Linked DNA regions of Gossypium hirsutum: region 1 is linked to region 2. A link is a contact called in public Hi-C data. All regions are on one chromosome and are shown on one strand. The core of a region is the stretch at or near the end of the contact, and the rest is flanking DNA. Distances in the headings are between cores, read along the strand shown.

What was found. Hi-C and Micro-C count contacts between places; a contact is called where the count stands out from the background.
Region 1: a Hi-C map of leaf shows a contact between it and region 2, with 2.7 times the contacts expected there. The contact joins the promoter of LOC107888725 here to the promoter of LOC107948916 in region 2. A contact is called at or near these places in 3 of 34 Hi-C or Micro-C datasets (callus and leaf).

Annotation. Positions count from the first base shown.
Region 1 is chrA04:74,400,349-74,406,320 of Gossypium_hirsutum_v2.1, forward strand. LOC107888725 (protein PLASTID MOVEMENT IMPAIRED 1) reads left to right here and starts at 4,703. Exons shown (of 1, transcript XM_016812913.2): 1 at 4,703-5,972. The coding sequence starts at 5,099.
Region 2 is chrA04:74,188,444-74,194,347 of Gossypium_hirsutum_v2.1, forward strand. It overlaps LOC107948916 (mannose-1-phosphate guanylyltransferase 1), which reads left to right and starts at 1,482. Exons shown (of 5, transcript XM_016883580.2): 1 at 1,482-1,727; 2 at 1,897-2,036; 3 at 2,313-2,375; 4 at 2,488-2,727; 5 at 2,815-4,063. The coding sequence starts at 1,926. The coding sequence ends at 3,486. LOC107948917 (CASP-like protein 5B2) reads right to left here. Exons shown (of 3, transcript XM_016883581.2): 2 at 5,075-5,207; 3 at 4,255-4,622. The coding sequence ends at 4,422.

The sequences.
Region 1 (5,972 bases), core at 3,453-5,952, 220 kb after region 2:
AAGGAAATTTTGATGAATTTATGATTTAGGGACTAAATTGAAAAGATGGAAAATTCATTGAAAAATTTTGATTTTTGTGAAATACATGGACTTTTATTGTTATATGTAAAAATCGGCTAGGCTTGGAATAAGGGTTAAATTGCATGAATTTCATTTTCCAAGCCTAAGGATGAAATCAAAATTAATTAAAAGTATAGGGGCAAAATGGTAATTTTGCCTAAAACGTGAATTGGATTGAATTGAATGTAAGTTTTATTAAATTTATGTCAAATTCATTCGTGTAGATTCGGATAAATCAAATACGAAGTTAGATCGTGGAAAAGAAAAAGTATTGGATTAGTAGGCAATAAATCAACATACAAATGTTGAGGTAAGTTCGTGTAACTAAATTGAAAATTTTATATGTGTGTTTACTTGAATTGTATGTGTGTGATTGTATTATTGTCATGAATATAAAATTAATCACATATCCGATGATAATTGACAAGTATTAAGTCTTGTTTGAACAAATAAAATTCGATGGAATACAGGATTCCTGATTGGTTGTGATCCTACATGTGTTACGGGCACACCACAGCTCTTATGAGCATCCCTATATTTGGCTCTGATGAGCTTCCCGTTATATGGTTATTGTGAGCTTCCCTTTTATGGCTCTTCGAAGCTTCCCAATAATTTGTTCTTTGGAGCTTTCCGATAACTAGCTCTTTTGAGCTTCCGTTAATGGCTCTCTGGAGCTTCCCGATATTGGCTTGCTAGAACTTCCCGTTTATGGCTCTTGTGAGCTTCCTGTTACATGGCTCACATGAGCTTCCCGTTTATGTGCTCGTATGCACATTCCTATATATGAATTGACGGATAATACATGAATTGAAGGATAATACATGAATTGAAGGGTTACAGTTTTGTACACTTCGTATGTACTACCCATGTATCCATCGATATTTTAAATGTTTCAACGGGAAAAATCCTGACATGAGAAAATATGAGTTGGAAATGAATCATTACCCGTATATATGTGAAATACATGGAAATTTGATATTTTACGAGCTCATACATGTTTCTTAGTATTCATGTGTAATACATAACTAACATGTTTGGTGAGGTTATATGTTTAGGCTATTAGCAAAATTGCTTTGGATGTATTTTGTATGCTTACCTTAAATGTAAATGAATGATAAGTTAATTTCTCGTTATACGAACTTATTAATTTCTTGTTATACGAACTTACTAAGCATTAAATGCTTACTATGTTTTATTTCTTCTATTTTTTTTAGTAATTCAGATCATTGGGTTGGAAGCTGGTCAGAGCTACATCACACTATCCATCGGCCCATTTCGGTAAATATAGAAAACTAATTTTGGTTATAATGGCATGTATAGGGTAATTTAGCCAATGTTGGCTTAAAAATATTTTATTGTGAATAGCCATTGAAATGGCTTGAATTGGACATTTTGATATGTATTAAACTTGGTCTTAGCTTGATTTAAATGTCTTGTATTGGTTGGTGAAAGTGTTGAAGTGTTAATGTAGGTGAAAAACAGATTCGATGAGAAAAGAGGCTTGGAAAATGACCTATTTTCTTCCACACGGGCAGAGACACGGGCGTGTGTCTTAGCCGTGTGTCACACATGGCCTAGCACATGGGCGTGTGGTCTGGCCGTGTGTCCTCTGCATCTTAAAAATTACAAAACAGAATGCTCAAGTATTTTCATACGGCCTAGCACAGAGGCGTGTGGCTTGGCCTTGTGACCCTTGCACCTATTTAATGTAAGTCAGTATGCTCACACGGCCTAGCACACAGGTATGTGGCTTGGCCATGTGACCGAAGTCAGTGAGAGCCCTAATTTGGACACGGGTTGGGACACGGCCGTGTGACCCTAATTCGAATTCCCACACGATCTGAGACATGGGAGTGTCTCTTAACTGTGTAAGCCAAACAGCCTGGCTACACATGCGTGTGTCCTCTGCACCTAGGAAAAAATTTTGAAGTTTTGCGAAAAATTTTCTTAATACTCAGTTTAGTCCAGACTTGTTTCTAATGCATATTTTGGGCCTCGAGGGCTCATACAAGGGACAATATGATTGATTATGATTAGTTTTTTATATGAATATTAAACGGTATGAAATATTTGTATTTGATCTGTAAATTCTGGTAATGCTCTGTAACCCTATTCTGGCAACGGATATAGGTTAGGGGTGTTACACATATGTTTATTACAAATTTCCATTCCATATTTATCACTTATATTTCTACGTAGTCCATAAACTTTAATATAAGATAAATAAGATTATCTAAGGTACTTACCTTAATGGATGATCTAAAGCACTTAATCAAGTTTCCATGAGCTCTACTCCATCATCATTCAAGCTTATAATTTCCATAAATCATCATCTCCACATTTCTATACAAAAAAATACATTAAAAAAATAATATAAATTCCTTCGAAGCTTTCTCATGACAAATCATAGTAAATATCAAGCTAATGTAGGCGTAGGAAACCATTTCTTACCTTTTTAGAGCTTTCTCACTCAAGTATTCCACTAAAACCAATGAAATCCTAAGCTTTCATTTCTACAATTGGTGAAGGAAATGAGCTTAGGGGGTTTGATTTCATGAGGATTTCAACATTAACTCAAGGCGGGTAGTGGAATTTTTTAGAGAAAATGGAGAAATAATCAACAAGATGAAAAAGCAAAACAATGGAAACAATGGCTGCTTCTACTGGCTGGAAAAGAATAGAAGATGGGGCCAATGGGAGTTCTCATTCCCTACAAAAATATCAACATGTGGGCTCTAACAACTTAAGTCTAAATTTGTCCATTTGAAGCACATATCCTTAATATGGGGTTCTCACGGTTCAAAATAATTTCAGATTCCAAATATCATATATAAATATCATTTCCATCATAAAAGTATCAGGAATTTACCAAACTACCATTTTACGATAAAATTACCATATTTCCCCTTTTTACCCTTTTTAGCGATTTCTTCTCAAAACTTGATACTTAGACCAATTCAAGTTCATAATTCATAATAAATATTTAATATAAATCCTTGAGTGGTGAGAATTACAATTTTTCCCTTAACCTAATAAAATTAAAAAATTACAATTTAATCCTTATACTTTCAAATTTCTTTCAATTTAGTCCAAAATGGTTTACTTGACACTAACATATAATCCAATATGTTTCCATGGAAAATAATCATTGATAGCTCATTTTCCAATGGTGGTCAAAATTTCACTTGAGTCCTTAAACTTTTCAAAATTTATAATTTGGTCCATTTGTCACATTTCTACGTGTAAATTCTTTTCAAAATTTTCTCATAGCAATTAACAACTTTGATTCAATAAGGTTTCTTTATCCAACTCATTTTCCAAATTTTCTCACTGATTCACTGTATCCATTACTAGAATAGTGTCATGTGTCCAACTGAAAATTTTGGGATGTTACAAAACCTGAGTGAAAATTTTGGGATGTTACAAGATCTAAGTTTAGTTTGCAATGTGAAAACTACTTTTCATAAATATTATTTTTGTAACTGTATGAAATGTATTTGTTTTCGGTATTTATACTTTTTTATTTGTATATTTCATTTATATATGATCTGGTAACAATTATGATATATTATGTTATTCCACTTTCACATATATATGTAGAATGACAAACCTAGAGGTGAAATTTGAAAGTGAGAATTCAAGTAGTAAGTCCAATGAAAGACATTGGACAGATGACGGAGAAAAAATGTTAGTTGAATGCCTTGTTGAATTGTACCACTTAGGTAATCACAATGGTTATTGTGGCTTTAGGAAAAGATATCTATCTATACTTGAGAAAATGTTACAATTGAAATTTCCCTATTCTTTTTTTTTTCTAGTATCAAACCTTACATTGACAATAGATTGAGGACTCTTAGAAAGAAGTGGTCAATTGTATCTGACATGATTTATGGTATGCACTCCAGCAACTTTAGACGAGATGTCATAAGAAGAGTGGTGATAGCAGAGCAAGCGGTTTGTGATGAATTTCTCAAAGTGGTTATATAAAATATTATGTTATTAAATTTGTCTTCATATTTAGTCATGTCTACTTATTAATTTAGTATGTATACAGAGTCATAAGAACGCAACCCCGTTCAAGTTCCATAATTTGAAGATTTGAATATCATGTATGGTAAAGATTGTGTTAATGGTAACGATGTCCAAAACAAGAACCGACATTATTGAGAGGATGGAAGAGGAGGATGATATGGTGGAAGAGAAAACAATGTAGGAGAAGGTGGCTTGAATGGAATTGAGAATGTTGGAATACTAGTAAATGATGATATGATGATGATGATGATGATAGCTAATCAAGGTCCTCGGCCATACTAGAATAGTCAAACTAGAGTATCATATTTGTGGAGAAATGTGAAGTTTAATTATAAAATTAAAAAAAATTAGAGATATATTAAAATTTATAAATTTTCATTAAAAAAATTTACAATCAATATAATTTAAATTTATATTTACAAATGAAAATAAAAAAGTGAAAGACGATATATATTTTTATATTTTATATTATTTTTAAACTTCAATGATATTAAAGATTAAAATTTGGGTGTAAAAGTAAAACAAGCATAGGCCCATGTGACAAATAAATGCTGTCTCAGGTCAAAAAGAAATATAAAACTCAACAAAATTGGGGACTAGAAACTGAAGAAATTTCTGAAATGATCCATCCCCCGCTTCTGTAGAACCAATATTAAATTGTATGGGGACCATATTTGCTTCTCCTGCATCCCCATCACTCTCAAAACACGGAGTTGGAGAGGGAGAGAAAGCCAACGTTTTCCTCTTATCCTTCACATGTTTATCATCTCCCTTTGGTAGCAGTGACTGGTAAATTCTATTGAAAGGACCAGAAACAGCCACTTCTCATCCTCTTTCACTGCACTTTCTCCACCACACATACTTTTCATCATCATCCCTTTCATTTTCTCCACCACACAACAGCGTTTCATACCATGTCTTTTCCTTATCTTCTCATTTCATCTTCTTTTTTCCATTTCTCTGCAACACATTCCAACATCACCAATTCTTATTTTCATAACTCGACATGGCAACTGCAACGGGTTGGAGAAACTCCAATACTCAGCTTTTGGATGAACTGGAAGCACTTAGTCAATCCCTGTACCAATCCCACATCTCCACTACTCGAAGAACTGCTTCCCTTGCTCTTCCTCGGTCTTCTCTTCCACCTACTGATGAGGTCCCCGAAGTTAAATTTGAAGATAATAAGCACAGTGCTAGGCCCCGAGCTCGGCGTTTGTCTTTGTCACCTTGGCGTTCCAGACCAAAAGCTGACGACCAGAATGATAACCAGGTTCAGGCCACGAGACCAAATGAGCTAGAAGCGAAAGCTGTGTCAACTGAAAAGAAAGGGATATGGAATTGGAAGCCGATTCGAGCGCTTACGCATATCGGGATGCAAAAGCTGAGCTGCTTGTTATCTGTTGAAGTTGTGACTGCGCAAGGCCTTCCTGCTTCCATGAATGGCCTGCGACTTTCCGTTTGTGTTCGGAAGAAAGAAACCAAAGATAGAGCTGTTAACACCATGCCGTCACGGGTATCACAAGGAGCTGCGGATTTTGAAGAGACTCTTTTTGTTAGGTGCCATGTATATTGCAGTTCTGGCAATGGAAAGCCTACGAAATTTGAGCCTCGTCCGTTTTGGATCTATCTGGTTGCTGTTGATGCTGAAGAGCTTGATTTTGGGAGAAACACTGTGGATTTGAGTCTCCTTATTCAGGAGTCTGTGGAGAAGAGCTACGAAGGAACTCGGGTTCGGCAATGGGACATGAGTTTCAATCTATTAGGGAAGGCGAAAGGGGGAGAACTCATTGTGAAATTGGGATTTCAGATCATGGAAAAAGATGGAGGAATTGGTATTTACAATCAAGCCTCGGGGGGATTGCAAAGCTCCAAATCCA
Region 2 (5,904 bases), core at 232-2,731:
AAATTACAAAATTACCTTACTGGTAATTTTTGTGAAAATTTTTTGATTCTAAACGAGCCCATAGTTGGCAGACATGAGCTTGAGGATAGCAAAGAAAACTACCTAGTCGAAGCGCTCATCCTAGACAAATCGAAATGGTACAATTTTGATTAAGTGTTTATTACTTTAGATATTACAACCAATATCTTGTTTTGGAAAAACTCTAGTTCCAACATGTTCAAGTGAATTAAATTGCATATTACACTAGAATTTATGCCTCTAGTGGAAGATTTAGATAGATAAGACTGAGAGGAGACTTTATCGTGTAAGACTTTGATACACTTGTGCCGAATAGTGAGACCAAGACGAAATCTATATGCCTAGGTAAGATCGAGAGGAGAACTTAGGTGGTATCTTTTAGTCTAGGATGAGACTGAGAAGAGATTCTTAGTTAAAAGTGACAAACAATATAATCATCAAAGGTTTATTAGCTTAGTTAGTAATCCAAGACTCATTCAACCATCATTTCAATCCATTTGTATAGTTTCTAGTGAAAAGGAAGAAAGTTAATTTGATATTTTTATTTGTTAATTTAAATTTAGTTTACAAATAACTTGCATTTGAATTTGCACTAATAATTTATGACGTGATTAGATTAACAATTGTTTAACTTGTAAAACTTGATAAGACATTTACCAATTTGACAATCTTTTGAGTTCTATCCTAGGAATGCTCTAGTGTTCCATTGACATTACAAATATTACAAATAACCTTCTACACTTTGCAATTAAAACCACACTTTTAAATCGTTTTATAAAATTATTTATTTTCTGTGCACACGCGCATGTGATCAATGAGCTACAATATACAAGCTTTGTTCCATTCCTCAATGCTACTTAATCCTAAACCACCCTCAGACATTGGTAGACAGATTAATTGCCAATAGACACTAATACCAGTAACACTACAATCCTTGCCTTTCCAAAAAAAACTTTGAACATAGATGGGATACTTTTGAGAATAGTTTTTGGGCAACAAAAACTACCTACACCAAAAACCCTGCATGTTGTAGAGCATGACTTTGAGTAGCTGCAACCTGCCAGCAAAGCTTAGGTGGCGAGCAGACCAATGCTTGATTTTGATAGCATCTTCTCAATCAAGGGCTTGTAATCAAAGATAATAAATTTTCGTAGTTATAAGTTTTTATACAAAATATTAACAAGTTAAATATTAAAGAAAATCATTTATATTGTGAGGATTGATACTAATAAATAGCCATACATTTTGCCTCAAAAATCTATTCAACTAGGAGCAAAATTGAATTCCAACTTAATAGTGTGAAATGTTATTTTAATGGTGTCCATAGAAATTAATTAAAATGTATTTTAATGCATTTATTTAATATTTATTTTTTTAAATAATACTTTAATTTTTTAATAAATATCATCCTAATCAACTGATACCATTTAATATTTCCTAATTTAGGAAGGAAAAAAAACACACACACACACAAGAGAAAAATTGGAAGGCCACTTTATCAGACTAGCCCACATGGCCTCAGGTGGCAATGGCCTTGTAAATTCATGAAGGAATCAAAAGCTTGGCTTTAACTTGGACGAGGTGTCCCCATAAGAGCATTAATTTCATCCAATTTATTTCCAGATTTGTTCCGAGAAAAGACCGCCAAGATCTCTGTCACAGTCACAGGCTGACAGTTCTTACAAATAAACTCCGATCAAGCCACTTCTGTAAGTCTAGTTCAAGTTCCTTACATGTTCCAATGTCTCCGCCACCTTAGATCCATCTATGATCAAACGTCCCCTATTTTTGCTATTTATGATTTATGGGATTTGTTATTAGATACACTAACGACTCACTGCTTGAGATAATCCATGGTATGGGTCATATAATTTACAGGAAATTCAGATATTTTGTGAGGTATCAGGATGAAAGCACTCATTCTTGTTGGTGGATTTGGAACACGATTGAGACCGTTGACTCTTAGCGTCCCAAAGCCTTTGGTGGATTTTGCTAACAAACCCATGATACTGCATCAGGTTTATTATATTTTATTTTAGATTTTTCCTCATCGTCTTTGGTTTACTTCTTGTTTGTTGTTGGTGATTTTATATTCCTGGAAATATTTGTAGATTTTCAAAAAAGGTAATCCTGTTTAAAATGGGTTTAAGATTTATTTAGACCTGGCTTTTGTTACAAAGATAAATTTGGTGATTCTATGACTAAAAAAAAAAAAAAGTGTGAAGCTTTACGTGGTGTTGTTAAACGAATGATTGTACATAGTTCGTTTGTTTCTTTTTTTTTAATACTACCAGATTGAAGCTCTCAAAGCTATTGGAGTTACTGAAGTTGTTCTGGCCATCAATTACCAACCAGAGGTAACATAGAAAAGTGCCCATTTATGGCTGCAAATTTTCATATTGATGACTGTTTGTTATTGATTTTTTTTCCTTGAAGTTAGTTTTTTATATTGCTCCATTGATTTTGCAGGTTATGTTAAATTTCCTAAAAGAATTTGAGAAAAAGCTTGGCATTAAAATCACCTGCTCACAGGAGACTGAACCACTTGGCACAGCTGGTCCTATTGCTCTGGCTAGAGACAAGTTGATCGATGGCTCTGGTGAGCCATTTTTTGTCCTCAATAGTGATGTTATAAGTGAATATCCACTAAAAGAAATGGTAAATTTTCACAAGGGTCATGGAGGAGAAGCTTCCATTATGGTGACAAAGGTAATGTAGTAAACTGGGTTTAGCATTCTTGAGAAAAAGATTGCCATTAAAATCACCTCCTCACAAGGATCTTTCTTTTGTTTCAAGGTGGATGAGCCATCGAAATATGGTGTTGTAGTCATGGAAGAAACTACAGGCAAAGTTGAAAAGTTTGTCGAGAAACCACAAATATTTGTTGGTAACAAAATCAATGCTGGGATTTACTTGTTGAACCCATCTGTTCTTAACCGAATAGAACTGAGACCCACCTCAATTGAGAAAGAAGTGTTCCCAAAGATTGCAGCAGAGAATAAGCTTTATGCGATGGTGCTGCCTGGGTTCTGGATGGACATTGGACAACCAAAGGATTACATTACTGGCCTGAGAATGTACTTAAAGTCGTTGCGTAAAAAATCCTCTACCAAGTTGTCAACTGGATCTCATTTTGTTGGGAATGTTTTGGTAGATGAGAGTGCTGTAATTGGCTATGGGTGCCTCATTGGACCTGATGTAGCCATTGGTCCAGGATGTATAATTGAGTCCGGGGTAAGGTTGTCACGCTGTACCATAATGCGCGGAGTTCGTATCAAGAAGTATACTTGCGTCTCCAATAGCATTATTGGCTGGCATTCCACTGTTGGAAAGTGGGCACGGTTGGAAAACATGACGATCTTAGGAGAAGATGTTCATCTTGGAGATGAAGTTTATAGCAATGGAGGTGTTGTCCTGCCTCACAAGGAGATAAAGTCTAGTATTTTGAAGCCAGAAATTGTCATGTGATCACAAGGTTGAGCTTGGAATCAACATTTTGAGAGTTCGAAATTGCAATTTGGTTGTCTGCATTACCCTTTTTGTTTCCCTTCTTTTCTTGTTATTCTTAGGCAAATTCCAGTTGGAATAAGTTCGAGGGCCGAGTGTCAGTAGGCTTGTAGTTGAAGGATAGCTGCTGGCCTTTGGTTACCGGTGAACATCATGTTTGGTGGATGACCGGATGCAGAGACAACCTTATACACTTGTGAGGGAGCAATCTCATTTCTCATTTTGGAATGTCATTAACCAAAAGCAAAGAGAAAAAATAGAGGAAGAAATACAGACAACAAATTTATGACGTTGTGTACACTTAGTTTAAATGTTATTCAAGTATCGAGTTAATTGTATTTAGAATCTTTTCCATTGTTGTATAGCAGCCTCTCTTATCCTGTCAGAATGATGCTGTTGGGATAGTTTTTGTTCAGACTGAATCTTGTGGTGTTAACATAACTTTAGGTATATCTTAATGAATGTTATCTTCAGGATAATCAAAGGCCCTGGAAATTTGTAAGATTTATTATATGAAATATAGCGGGGATAGGCTTGATGAATGTTGTTTACACATGGTAGAATTCAACATTAGACAAAAATGTTATCTGTTGGAAGATGTAAGAAAAGGAAGTTCGCATTTCTTTCAAATCAAGACTTTCGTTAAGATCACAAAAAGCAACAAAAGATCCACAAGTATTTGACAGTATTGTTAGTTAATTGTTGAAAATTAGGGTCAGAACAAGTAACTTTTGAATGAAATTGAGTACTAAAACAAAAAATGCTTAAATGTGCACAGGCAAACGGCAGAACTACTCGAATTCTCCAAAATTGTCAAAATCAAAGTAAAAAAACAAAGGATTTACATGTCAAATAGGAGATGCTGTCATGTGCTTGTATGGGAATCCCTTAGACCTCTAGAAAGAGGCTAAGATCCAGAGCATGACATGAGATGACATTGCGATTAGAAGCCACGTGATAAATGCCAAAATTATCGATATTTCAAACTGCCGGCATGGGATATGACTTTGAGCCTTGCAGAATTCCAAGTCTCTTGCATATAGGACTATAATACCAGCTGATGAACATGCAGCTGCCAGTGATAACATAGCTGTCACCTGTACATTCAACAAGGATTAGCCAAGTGATATACAATCCCAGCTGAAGAGCTATTTGCAGAGTTGCCAATACTGAAAATAACAATTGCTTGCGGCCCTTAAAAAAAATCAAGCAAAATGCATAGGGAGTTCATATACAGATCAGACAGTGACCCCTGCATCAGTGTAAGATTGTATTCTATGGCCATTACAAAATATGAAAAGGTGGTCACAGAAACTAGCAATGTAATATATAGAAAGGTTGTTTTTTGATAGAATAAGAACAGCCATTAACCACTTGTGGGATCACAGACAGCATTAACATGAACAAATAAGAATAGCTGGCGAGGACTATGACAAATACAGCAACTAGCAGGAAATATATGGTCGAAAACCCGATTTACATCATTGTTGATGCATCCATTTAGTGGCTAAAGGAGATAAGAGAGGATTATTAGAGAACAGTTTCATACCCAATCACCTACAACAAAGAGGCTCACTAAAACTGGATTCTGAAGATCTCTTTTTCTCCTTAAAGCATAAACATCAAGACATGCAAGTCCAAAGCTCCATAGTAGTTGAAGCCCCATAGATGCAATCAAATAGCTGAAACAGAGAGCATTATAAACATCAAATGTGCAGAAAATACAATTGAAGTGCATTTCTATTCGATCAAAGTTGCATCTTGGCTTTGATGGATGCTTTTGCTTTTTCTTTTCTCAATTAGAAGTAAAAAGAAAATAAAAATATGAACTGAAAGCAAGGGACAAATAGCTAAAAGTAAAACTACCAACTAAATGGAACCTTAGAAGATCAAACATGCATAAAGATGCTTAACAGAGAGTTACACAGCTTCAGTCAACTTCGAACTTAAGTTTATTCAGACATATATTATACCAGAGTCTCTTGAACGTAATTCAGACAAATGAATGGCTCTGTTAGACTGTCACTATTAGCAGGCACACAAATCTTGAAACAAAGACTCGGGGAACCACCATTACTGCACTATGCATAGTAGCAGAAAAGCTTCATAGAGTTCCGTTCATTTTCCTGCCCTTATGCCTAATAGAAGCACTCAGTTCCGCCATTATAAGAGCAATAATACACTTTAAACAACCAAGCTCCAAATATAGCAAATCAGACATGTTTATGATTTCTTTAGCTCCACTGTTGCAATAACATTGGATGATAGATGATTGCTTCTGCTTAACAAAGTAAATTACCAGATGCTAAATTTACACAACTTCATATTCAGCTTAAAACCCAATTCTGGAAGAATCGGTACACTAGAAGTTTATGCACG